2 separate regions of the Zea mays genome follow, and region 1 is linked to region 2. A link is a contact called in public Hi-C data. All regions are on one chromosome and are shown on one strand. Each heading gives the region's core, a stretch centred on a gene start, on an enhancer-like site or on the middle of the called end of the contact. The rest is flanking DNA. Distances are from core to core; before and after follow the strand shown. Region 1 holds the start of LOC542664 (S-domain class receptor-like kinase 3). Region 2 holds the start of LOC103633280 (probable mixed-linked glucan synthase 8).

What was found. A called contact is a pair of places that touch in the nucleus more often than the background predicts.
Region 1: a Hi-C map of ear shows a contact between it and region 2, with 2.5 times the contacts expected there. The contact joins the promoter of LOC542664 here to the promoter of LOC103633280 in region 2. A contact is called at or near these places in 4 of 25 Hi-C or Micro-C datasets (ear, leaf and tassel).

The regions. Positions count from the first base shown.
Region 1 is chr7:165,447,400-165,453,131 of Zm-B73-REFERENCE-NAM-5.0, reverse strand. LOC542664 (S-domain class receptor-like kinase 3) reads left to right here and starts at 4,195. Exons shown (of 1, transcript NM_001112185.2): 1 at 4,195-5,732. The coding sequence starts at 4,268.
Region 2 is chr7:165,183,686-165,189,168 of Zm-B73-REFERENCE-NAM-5.0, reverse strand. LOC103633280 (probable mixed-linked glucan synthase 8) reads left to right here and starts at 1,692. Exons shown (of 3, transcript XM_008654981.4): 1 at 1,692-2,357; 2 at 3,810-4,545; 3 at 4,688-5,483. The coding sequence starts at 2,032.

The DNA of each region.
Region 1 (5,732 bases), core at 2,946-5,445, 260 kb before region 2:
AATGCATCGCCATATGCGTTGCATGTTGGATGCCTCTCACTTTTTTCTTGTGCTCCAAACATTGCACATATTGCATACTAGTGCTTTGCCGCGCCATTTTGCCTTGCACAGTTGGGGTCAGTCTTAAAGGCTTCAAACTCGATCCAACGTCCACGTTATTTCTATGATCATGATCTTACAGATGAGCTTCAAAGCACACCGCTAGGGATGACAATGGAGAATTCCCCATTAGGGCTTGTTCGGTTATTTGCAATCTATATGGATTGGAGGGGATTGATACGGATTGGAGGGGATTTTGACTTACTAGAGATTAAAACCCCTCAATCCCCCTCAATCCATATGGATTGGGGTAAAACCGAACAAGCCCTTAGGGAATAACTCCCCAACCCGTCACCGATACAAAAAAAATTGCATGGAGATCCCCACAATTGCTTGCAAGGGATGTTTCTTCTCCACCCTCATTCCACATAGGGATAAATCCCCACCCTCTCTTAAATTATAATTAGAACGTATGTCCTTTGTTATTAATGCAAAACATTATAATTTATACACATTGTCAGATGTAAGAAGTTATTATGTGTACATCAAAATGAACACAATTGTACAATGAATGATCTCTTGACAAGTTAATTATTTATTTTTATCATTAACTATTACAAAAAAAAATCATCACATGCAAGTTTAACGGGTCCCCACAGGAACGGGGATGGGGAATGCTTCCTCCATTCTCGTTTACCCGTCGGGGGATGATTGGGTTAGGCGCGACGCGATGATTGGGTTAGGCCTGCACAACCAAGTGGACAACAGGGGCGAGCTAAACCATGTTGGGCCACAAGCCGTCCAGTAGGTCTGGTCCATTTGGACATGTATACCCGTACACCAGTGATGAGCACTCGCAGACAGGCGGTGGTGCAAGCAAGACGATGACCCGTATAGGTGAGACTACTAGGTGTCAGCGTAACAGAGTTGTTAGATCATCTATTGAGGTATATGGGTTTTTTATTTGGTAAGTTTGGGATTAGTTAGGTTTAGGATTGAGTATATTCATATTTTTCTATTTGACTCTTATCTAATAATAAATTTTACACTTGGGTAATTAACCAGATAGGCAGCGGTGCAAGCAAAATGATGACCCATATAGGTGAGACTACTATGTGTCAGCGTAACAGAATAATCATTTGCATACAAATAATCATCTGCATAAAAAAGAATACTTTATTTTTGCTTTCCCATAGTGTTATACAACTTGGGTTTCAAATCTATCCACTAACATATAATTAAGTTAAGTAAAGCATACAACCGAGATAACACAATATATATGTGGAATCTTAAATGTGATAGCCGTTGACACACCAGTATTTTAACCAAGACAACAAGAAGTGCACAAGATTTTGCCAAATACTCATTGGAGCCCTACACAAGGGAATGCACACGCGAGGGTTAACTCTCGATAAGATAACTTTGTGGATAACCTCGGTCCTTCTCTATGCGTAAGTGATGCTCCAGTTGTTGCCTCTCCTAGATTCTTCGTACTGTATCCACTATCGAGTTTTTGACTGAAACGCCTAGGGCCTTGTTCCCTCTAGTACATGATGGTGGCCATAACATAATCATAATTGGTATATGATCTCATAGGATTACAAGCTCCTCCTGGTACAACTAATACAATGGTGCACGCAAGCACCAAGGGTAGAGGTGTCCATTCCTCACTTCTAATCATTAGGACAAACATAGAGCAAGCGCTACTGAAGTGGTCTAATTAACCTAAATACTTCACAAAATACCTATGCTAATCATGGAGTGATGTTTGAGCATTTGAGTGTCTAGAGCTACTAGAGATGAGCATTAACTCTTTTGTCGTGTTCCTTAGCTCCCACACATCTCCAATAGTCGATTGGGTGGATATATATATATCTCTAGTCTAAAAATAGATGTTGGAAATGGCACATAAATTCTGCATACTTACTGGACATGTCCGTTATAGTCATCGAACACGTTCGATGTGTACACAATAGTTAGTCGTTGGAACTAGCCATTGCCGACCATTTGAAGCTCGAACATCTGATGCTTTGAGCGTTGTAGCCCCTCTCGGATGCATTGTAGCCCCCTTGAGTTAATGTGCAACCTCTTTGAGCGCCCTGTCCAGTGGGGTATCCGGTGTCACAACAACACGTTTGGTGCCTTATGGATCTTGCGTGTCCGGTGTATTCTATTTTAGTAGCCATCTTTTAATTTATGGGGTGTTTGGCGTAACTCCGAAGCAAAACTCCAAGGAGGAGCTAGCCAGAGCCAACCAACTACTCTAAATCTAGAGCCTCAAACTCCTTGGAGTTTTGAGAGTCGCATCATAAATTTTTGGAGTACCTCGGCGTCAGGACTAGTGGCGCCAACCTCAGTGCTGAGATCCATGGCGCCGAGGTCCCTGCCCGGCCACATGCACGCATGACCTGCTGCCCTGACGAACCGAACACAAGTACGTACGAGGCACGTGCACTAGAGCAGGCTGCAAACAGTGACAGGCACACACTGACTCATCCAGGCATCCATTCATCCTCATGCATGCGTCGATGATTGCGCCGCATCGTGGTCGTATGTTGCCGACATTACTTGTTACATATAGAAGAATTCACCATGCCATAGTAGCGAAGAACCAACTCGTATAGAGCTTTGGTCCTTGTGTGGACTAAGAGAGTGGCACCCTTTTGTTGGTGCTCCAGCGAGGATGGGCAATACTGACTTTTCGAGAACTCAACAAAATCTAGAGGTACTCGAGAGAAACCTTTTCAAAAGGACGATACACGTATAGGTGGCTTCCGCTCTTAGTCTGTCTCGTGTTTCATCTCCTATCTTATTCTTTATTTTAAACTTTACTCTATAAACAGTTTAAAACAATATCATCTACAGTGCCGTGTCTCCTATTTTACACGATCCACCGAAGACAGCCTTAAAAACGAAGGTACCTAATCAATTCAGGCTCCTTCCACTGTGGAATGCGCATAGACTCGGTCAACTCTTTCGAGTCCTCGTCCTCAGCCTATAGTCTTCACAGGTAGACATGAATGCCTGATTGCAAAGGGTCAGGGCTCAGGGCAGACCTGTCCAGCTGTCCTCATCCCCTTTGGATTTCAGGGAGTAAAGTACATACATCTACCTCCAGTTAATGCTAACCAATGCCGGGTCTCCCCAAAATTAATGGTTCTTGAATTGAATGCACGGAGAGACCCCTCACACCTCCCAGTGAACATGCTTTTGACAGACGAATTTTAAGGAGGATTGAGACCAGAATATCATCTCTGTACATATATACATATCCCTACCACCAAAATAGGAGTATCTACTCGGTCGGTTCAAGGACAAAAGAGATCAGACCACGGACGTAACACACTCGTCAGCGTCTCACTCTCACAAAATACTAGTAGCATCTCTTTAATCGATGACAATTCACGACACCGCTATCATGTGACAAACGACAGCACTCGCATTGCAGAGAGACAGGCCTGGTACTGGTACGCACCGTGTTCTTTGGTCTAGTCCGACCGTGCCATTCTAGAAGACCTCACCAGAGAAAACAGGAGGTGACCAGATCAAAGTTCGAATAATCGGTAGTGGAAACCTGAACGTTAGCAAAGTATTAGCAATGAATGACGAAGTCCTGACTGATTAGCCACGAACGACCGTCTCGTTAAACTACTCCAAGCCAGCCCCTGCGCGCTGGCTCTTTAGCCGCCGCCGCCGCCGCCGCCACAAATCAGCAACACTTCCGTTGGCTTCCCACCATTCGCTCTCGTCTTTCCTAAAAAAAATAATTTCAGCCAACGGTCAGCATCACGTAACAGATATTAGCGTTTCTGCTCACAGGTATGAATCAAGAAAAATAATGTGTGCCGTGTTCAGCTGCACAACAAACCAGCTGAACACAAGGCTGCAAAAATCAATTAAAATGACCGGCGAATTTTCAGCGGACAGAGAAATCGAAGAGCACATTCCTTACCTACAATTCATCTAAGAAGAAGCCACAGAATTCTTGTGTAATCATTTTCAGCGCAAGACTGGAATTATGTTATTTGGTTATTTGGTTGTGTACCTGTCAAATAGCATAGCACCAGGTCAAATACGGCACATTTTGTCATTAGGCCACGAAGTGGAGCCTTGCTGTCCATAAAGACTTCTGTACCCAACTACCACCGCAACCAATTACTCCAGAAGTCCAAATCCCTCTCTCCTCCCTCCCAGCACCAGCCCTGGCTGCTCCACCGAGCTCCCATCCATGGCTCCTGTCTTCTTCCTTCTACCTCTCCTACTCGGCCAGATCCTTCTCTGCGCAGCCGGCGACACCATCAACTCGTCCACACCCTTGTCCGGCGCGCAGAAGATTGTGTCCAAGGGCAACAAGTTCACCTTGGGCTTCTACACCCCACCCCAAGGTACCAACACCTCCTCCAACCAGGGTAACTACTACATCGCCATATGGTACAGCAACATACCACTGCAGACGACGGTGTGGATGGCCAACCCCGATCTGCCGGTGGCTGACCCGACCACCGCCGCCTTGACCATCGGCAGCGACGGCAACCTCGTCCTCCTTGATCAATCCAAGAATCGGCAGGTGCTGTGGTCGACGAACATAAGTACTAGCTCCAATTCCACCATCGCTGTCCTCCAGGACGGCGGTAGCCTCGACCTCAGAGATGCCACCAATTCATCCATGGTTTATTGGCGAAGCATCGATCATCCCACCAATACCTGGCTTCCTGGGGGCAAGCTTGGGCTGAACAAGACCACTGGTGTGAGCCAGCGGCTTGTTCCATGGACTAACACCGCCAACCCCTCTCCTGGGCTGTTCTCACTGGAGTTGGATCCAAGAGGCACGACGCAATACTTAATTCAGTGGAATGATTCCATAACATACTGGAGCAGTGGTCCTTGGAATAATAACATCTTTAGCCTTGTGCCAGAGATGACCTCTGGTTACAACTATGACTTCCAGTTCATCAACAATGCCACCGAGAGCTACTTCATCTACTCAATGAAGGACAACAGCATCATCTCGAGGTTCATCATCGATGTGGATGGGCAGATCAAGCAGCTGACATGGGTGCCTGCCTCCCAGTCATGGATCTTGTTCTGGTCCCAGCCAAGGACACAGTGTGAGGTGTACGCACTGTGTGGGGCCTATGGTAGCTGCAACCTCAATGCACTGCCATTCTGCAACTGCATCAGGGGGTTCAGCCAGAAGGTTCAGAGTGATTGGGACCTCCAGGATTACAGTAGCGGGTGCAAAAGGAGAGTACCATTGCAGTGCCAGACCAATTCGAGCTCTTCACAGGCTCAGCCTGATAAGTTCTATACCATGGCAAATGTGAGGCTACCTGATAATGCTCAGACTGCTGTGGCTGCGAGCTCTCAAGACTGTCAAGTGGCTTGTCTGAACAATTGCTCCTGTAATGCATATACTTATAATAGTAGTGGCTGCTTTGTTTGGCATGGGGATCTGATTAACCTTCAGGATCAATACAGCGGGAATGGAGGAGGCACACTCTTCCTCAGGCTTGCGGCTTCTGAACTGCCAGGCTCCAAAAGGAGCAAGGCAGTGATCATTGGTGCAGTTGTTGGCGGAGTTGCTGCAGTTTTAATTGTCCTTTCTATTGTGGCATACTTCCTATTTCAGAAATACCGCCGAGAGAGGACTCTCAGGATACCCAAGACTGCTGGGGGCACACTGATCGCCTTTA
Region 2 (5,483 bases), core at 443-2,942:
TCAGTCTTTGCCGAGTGCCAACCGTCGGCTCTCGGCAAAGATGCTTCTTTGCCGAGTGCCGCGCAGCTGTCACTCGGCAAAGGAAGCTTTACCGAGTGTCTTATGCAGACACTCGGCAAAGTATATTTTTATTTTTTTGATTTTGTCTCCCAAACTTTTTGTGGTATGTTCCTACACTATGTAGACCTACATGTATCATTTGTGGACAATTATAACATAGTTGTCAATCGTTAGTAGATTTAGTTCGTTTTTTTTGAAATTCTTCGGAAAATTCAAATTTGAACTGCAGGTCACTCGAAACTTTGAAAATCGTGCATGAAAAAATGATATTCATGTTACTTAGCATAAGTTACGACCGATTTCAGAAGCGTACCGGAAACTTCGAGCAACATGCTCACTAAACATGACCGTGAACTTGACATGCACATGTTTAAAAATTGTATAAAACACAAATAAAGTCAGAAAATCATGAAACTTGTCCACGTGTCATGATATCATATGTAGAGGCTGTGATAAAAAATTTAGAATGTTTGGAGAAAGTTGTGAGACACTATGTGTAGAAACCTTCTAAATTCACATTGAAACTCTAGAGAGGACAACAGGGGACGTATCCCGCAACCAAAAGCACCTAATTGACCGATGGAGAATTAACCCCATCAAATCGGAACTCGTGACGAATTTTAGGGATCCAGTGAACGCTCGGTATAGTTGCCAGTATATAGACTACAGCATGCAGCTCTGCCGTATAAGTACAAAACAACGCTTGTGCACGTGCTGAATCTCGAATATCTACCTGTGCTCTACTTCTCTGTGGGCTGCGGCGCTTGTTGTCGGTGTGAACCCGCACTTACAAGAGCAAGACTGGCAGCAGGAGCAGCACACATCTAGGAGGGGACGACGGACGTGCGCTGCGTTGCCGTCGGATGTCAGTAAGCGTGGCGACGAGCGATCTGCGGCACATGGACAGGACGATCGCTATGTACAGTATGTAATAATAAATCCAAGCCACCATCGATCTCTGCATTCTCCAAAGCAAGCCTTTTGTTTTCTAGCTTCCATCCGTTAGGCAGCAGCGCATGCCAGCATCGGTCGTCGGCGTCCCTGCAATGCACCTCACATGACTGTATCAATTCGAAATAACAAAAAAAAAAAAAACATGCGCGGCCGTGGTTTAATTGATCTATGATTCGATCTTAATTGGCTGGAATCACTTGAATACAGACAATCGATCGATGGACCTATATGCATGCATTTTGTTTGGTACGACCAATAACTTCCAGAATATTAGAATTCTTTTTTTTTTCTTCTGAATTGCGTACGTGCATGATTGGATTCTGAAATACAAAGACCATGATATAAGAGGGTACGTAGTGATTGACTCAATTACAGCCATGTTATTTTTTTTTGATAACTGACGAACACACCTTGCTTGCTAGCTGTCCATCTATCACTGAAACTAGCCATTATTAGACTTTATCTACGAAATGTACAGTCCTGATAAACTAGCCACGCGTGAACGACTTGTAGCCGTTATATTCAGTCAAATCATCCGGCCTCCCGTTGAACATGCAGTCATTATTTGCGAATAATCTTCTTGGCCCGGCCTGGGGCCTGGGCTCCTGTGGCATGTGTTGCATATGCTAGCCGTTATTATTTGCGAATAATGCACACAAAATAATGAGCAGCTGGTCGAGCACACTGTAGCTCAGTGTACCCCCGTGGTGCGGATAGGTCGGGTCGTCGACGAGGCCAGCCGACAGTCTGCGGGGACCTTCTTTCGACTGCTTCTAACCGACGATCCAGTGATCGGATCGGCCCCCTGTGTGCGTGATTTTTTTATACGTAGACTCACTAGTCACTACTCAGCATATATCTGCACACTCCTCTACGCCGCTCTGCTCAGTTCTCAGTGCTGCATGCACCGAGCAAGTGAGCTATAGCTACCGACCAGCAGCCCAGCTAATTCAGTCTCTACTAGCAGAGCTAGTAGCCAGCTGCCTGCCACTGACTGATCATCGCGTCGACCAGAGCATGGCTCCTAAGGCGCCGGCGAATAATGGCGCTGTCGTCGTTGCCGGCGGCCATCACGGGGGCAGCACCGACGTCGGCGGCGTTGCCGGGGGCGCGACGACGACGACTGTGCCGACGTCTGTGGCGGCGAACGGCAACGGCAAGCAGCACGGCACGAGGAAGCAGAGGAGGCCTGCAGCGGTAGTCGTCAGCCCGATGGACAAGTACTGGACGCCCGTCGACGACAAGGAGGCGGCGGAGGCCGTCGACGACGGCGGCGAGGACGGGCGGCGCCCGCTCCTGTTCCGGACGTACAAGGTCAAGGGAATCCTCCTGCACCCCTATAGGTGCGTACTGACATCATGCGCTCACTAACATGCTCTACTACTGTCTACTCAATCATAATTGACCCACTGTTTCTACTTTTAGCCTGGCTCGCGATTACCAGTTTTGTAGTGTCAACGATCAGTTACCGCGTTACTCCACGCACGCCTATTTTGCTAAGCTTCGTTACCTATTAAAAATTATATCGTTAGCTTATCACTAAAGTAAAAACTAGGATATATACAGTAGAATTGCACTTTTTTCTTCACTGCCGATAACATATTACTTTTCGGGAGATATTTTTAAGGCCTCCTTTAGAACGCACCATCGAAACAATACAGGAATAGCATAGAAATGCACGTGAAAAAAAACAGAGAAATAAAAAACAGAGAAATTTTGTTAGAATGGGTGTTTAGTTGAGTATATAGGAAAAACATAGGAAAACCAAAGGATGAGGTTTCACTGGAACTTTTTTGTTTCTTCGTTTTTCCTACGAAAGCTCGATGTTAGACAAGAAACTTTCCTGTTGGAACTTCTTTCTTCGTGTTTCCTACCAAAGCTCAGTGTGTGTTTCGATCAGCAATAGACTTATAAACGATGCACCGAATTTCTAGTTGGGTAATAAAGAACACATGGACATGCATTTGACTATGCGGTGTAATATTAGGCCGAGAGATGCAAGCCCGCTTGTTTGTATGCGGCGTATATTCTCAACGTGGACCTAAGGCCCAGCATGCTGCAATGTGAAATTGGGCGGAGCCACGCCCTTGCCCACCGGCCCACGCCAATCGTCCCCTTCCCTCTGCCCATCCCAACCCAACGGCGATGGCCGACGGCGACGAGCGAGCGACCCTACCAGCGCCGATGGCGGGGCGGCGATGTCGTGCCTCAGTCGCTCGCCCCGCGGCCCCGTTTCCAGCTTCCGCTGCACAGCCCAGAGCTCCCCCCATCCGACCCGCCTCCGCTGCTTGCAGCAACTCGTCGCACGGGTCGCCGGGGAGCGCTGGGCTGCCGTTCCGTCTTCTTGGCGCGTCCCGCTAGATTTGTCGCGTTGCCACTTCTCTGATGTCTAGATCTGCGGCGTGATGAGTTGTGGCTGAGAGCTGAGATGCCCAGTGCGCATTGTGCAATCAGAGTCTGCTATGTGCCTAACTGAAGATTTCATCATGTGGACTCCAATGCATTATACGTATGGATTAATTCAGTTCTGCAGCTCTATTTTGCAAGTCGTTACTGACAACTTGTAACAAATTGTTGTATTTACGAGCATTTTTACCATCAAATACAATACAAAACCGCATCTTTTTTTTTGCCATTGTTGTATTTACCATCAAATATGATATTAAACTGTTGTATTTACAAGCATTGTTACTAGTCATAGTATTCCACTATGTACTCATGCCAATTTCAGTGCTAGGACTTCTAGCAACTTTTCCTGACATGTTCTAATTCTGTTTCCGGTTTATCTGCAACAGGTTGTTGACCTTGCTGAGATTGATTGCAATCATCCTATTCTTCATATGGCGTATCCGGCATCCGCATGCCGACGGAATGTGGCTCTGGTGGATATCCATTGTCGGAGATTTCTGGTTTGGTGTCACTTGGTTGCTAAACCAAGTTGCGAAGCTCAACCCTACCAAGCGTGTCCCAGACCTTTCCCTCTTGAGACAACAGTTCGATCTCCCTGATGGCAACTCTAATCTCCCTAGGCTTGATGTTTTTATCAACACCGTCGATCCCATAAACGAGCCTATGATATACACCATGAACTCTATCCTGTCCATTCTTGCCGTAGACTACCCAATCGATAGGACTGCTACCTACCTCTCGGATGATGGAGGGTCCATAATCCATTACGAGGGCTTGCTTGAGACAGCAAATTTCGCGACACTCTGGGTTCCATTTTGCCGAAAACATAGCATTGAGCCGAGAGCCCCTGAGAGCTATTTTGCTGTGAAGTCGCGCCCATACACTGGAAATGTACCAGATGAGTTTGCTGATGATCATAGACGCATGTCTAAGGAGTATGATGAGTTCAAGGTGCGTTTGGATGCACTTTTTACTAAAATCCCTGAACGCTCAGATGCACACAATGCAGAGGCCAAGGAAGGTGTAAAGGCAACCTGGATGGCAGACGGAACACAGTGGCCAGGAACATGGTTTGACCCTGCTGAAAACCACAAGAAAGGGCAACATGCTGGAATTGTTAAGGTATGCGATTTTGCTAGCCCTTTTTCTTCGTGTGGATAAAACTTGGTCTCTAATAGTGGTGCTTATAATAATTAACATAGTCTTGCATGAGGGGGCCTAAGAAAGTGTATTGATCCATACCTCTATCATGGCTGTTCGACAGGTTATGTTGAATCACCCGGGCGATGAACCTCGGTTTGGTGGACCAGCAAGTGCTGAAACCCCTCTGGACTTCAGTGCCGTTGACGTGCGGCTCCCAATGCTCGTCTATATCTCCCGTGAGAAGAGTCCAAGCCATGACCACCAAAAGAAAGCAGGCGCCATGAACGTGCAGCTGCGGATCTCTGCGCTTCTGACCAACGCTCCCTTCATCATCAATTTTGATGGTGACCACTACGTCAACAACTCACAGGCCTTCCGAGCTGCGATGTGCTTCATGCTGGACCGGCGGGATGGCGAGAACACCGCTTTTGTTCAGTTCCCGCAACGCTTTGACGATGTCGACCCAACAGACAGGTACTGCAATCACAACCGTGTCTTCTTTGATGCCACCTTGCTCGGCCTAAATGGCATCCAGGGACCCTCCTATGTTGGCACCGGTTGCATGTTCCGCCGGATCGCTGTCTATGGTATTGATCCACCTCGTTGGAGAACTGATGCCTTCAAGCTTGTGGACAACCCCAGCAAGTTTGGCAGCTCAATGCTCTTCATCAACTCCATACCATCGGCTGCGAACCAAGAATGGTCCATGGCGTCACCACCGGCACATGAGGAGTCGGTCATGGAAGAGCTGAATAATGTCATGAAGTGCGCATATGAAGAGGGCACTGAGTTCGGAAAGGAAATCGGCTGGGTGTACAACATTGCTACGGAGGACGTGGTGACCGGCTTCCGAGTACACCGGACAGGGTGGCGATCTATGTACTGCCGCATGGAGCCGGATGCCTTCCGTGGCACTG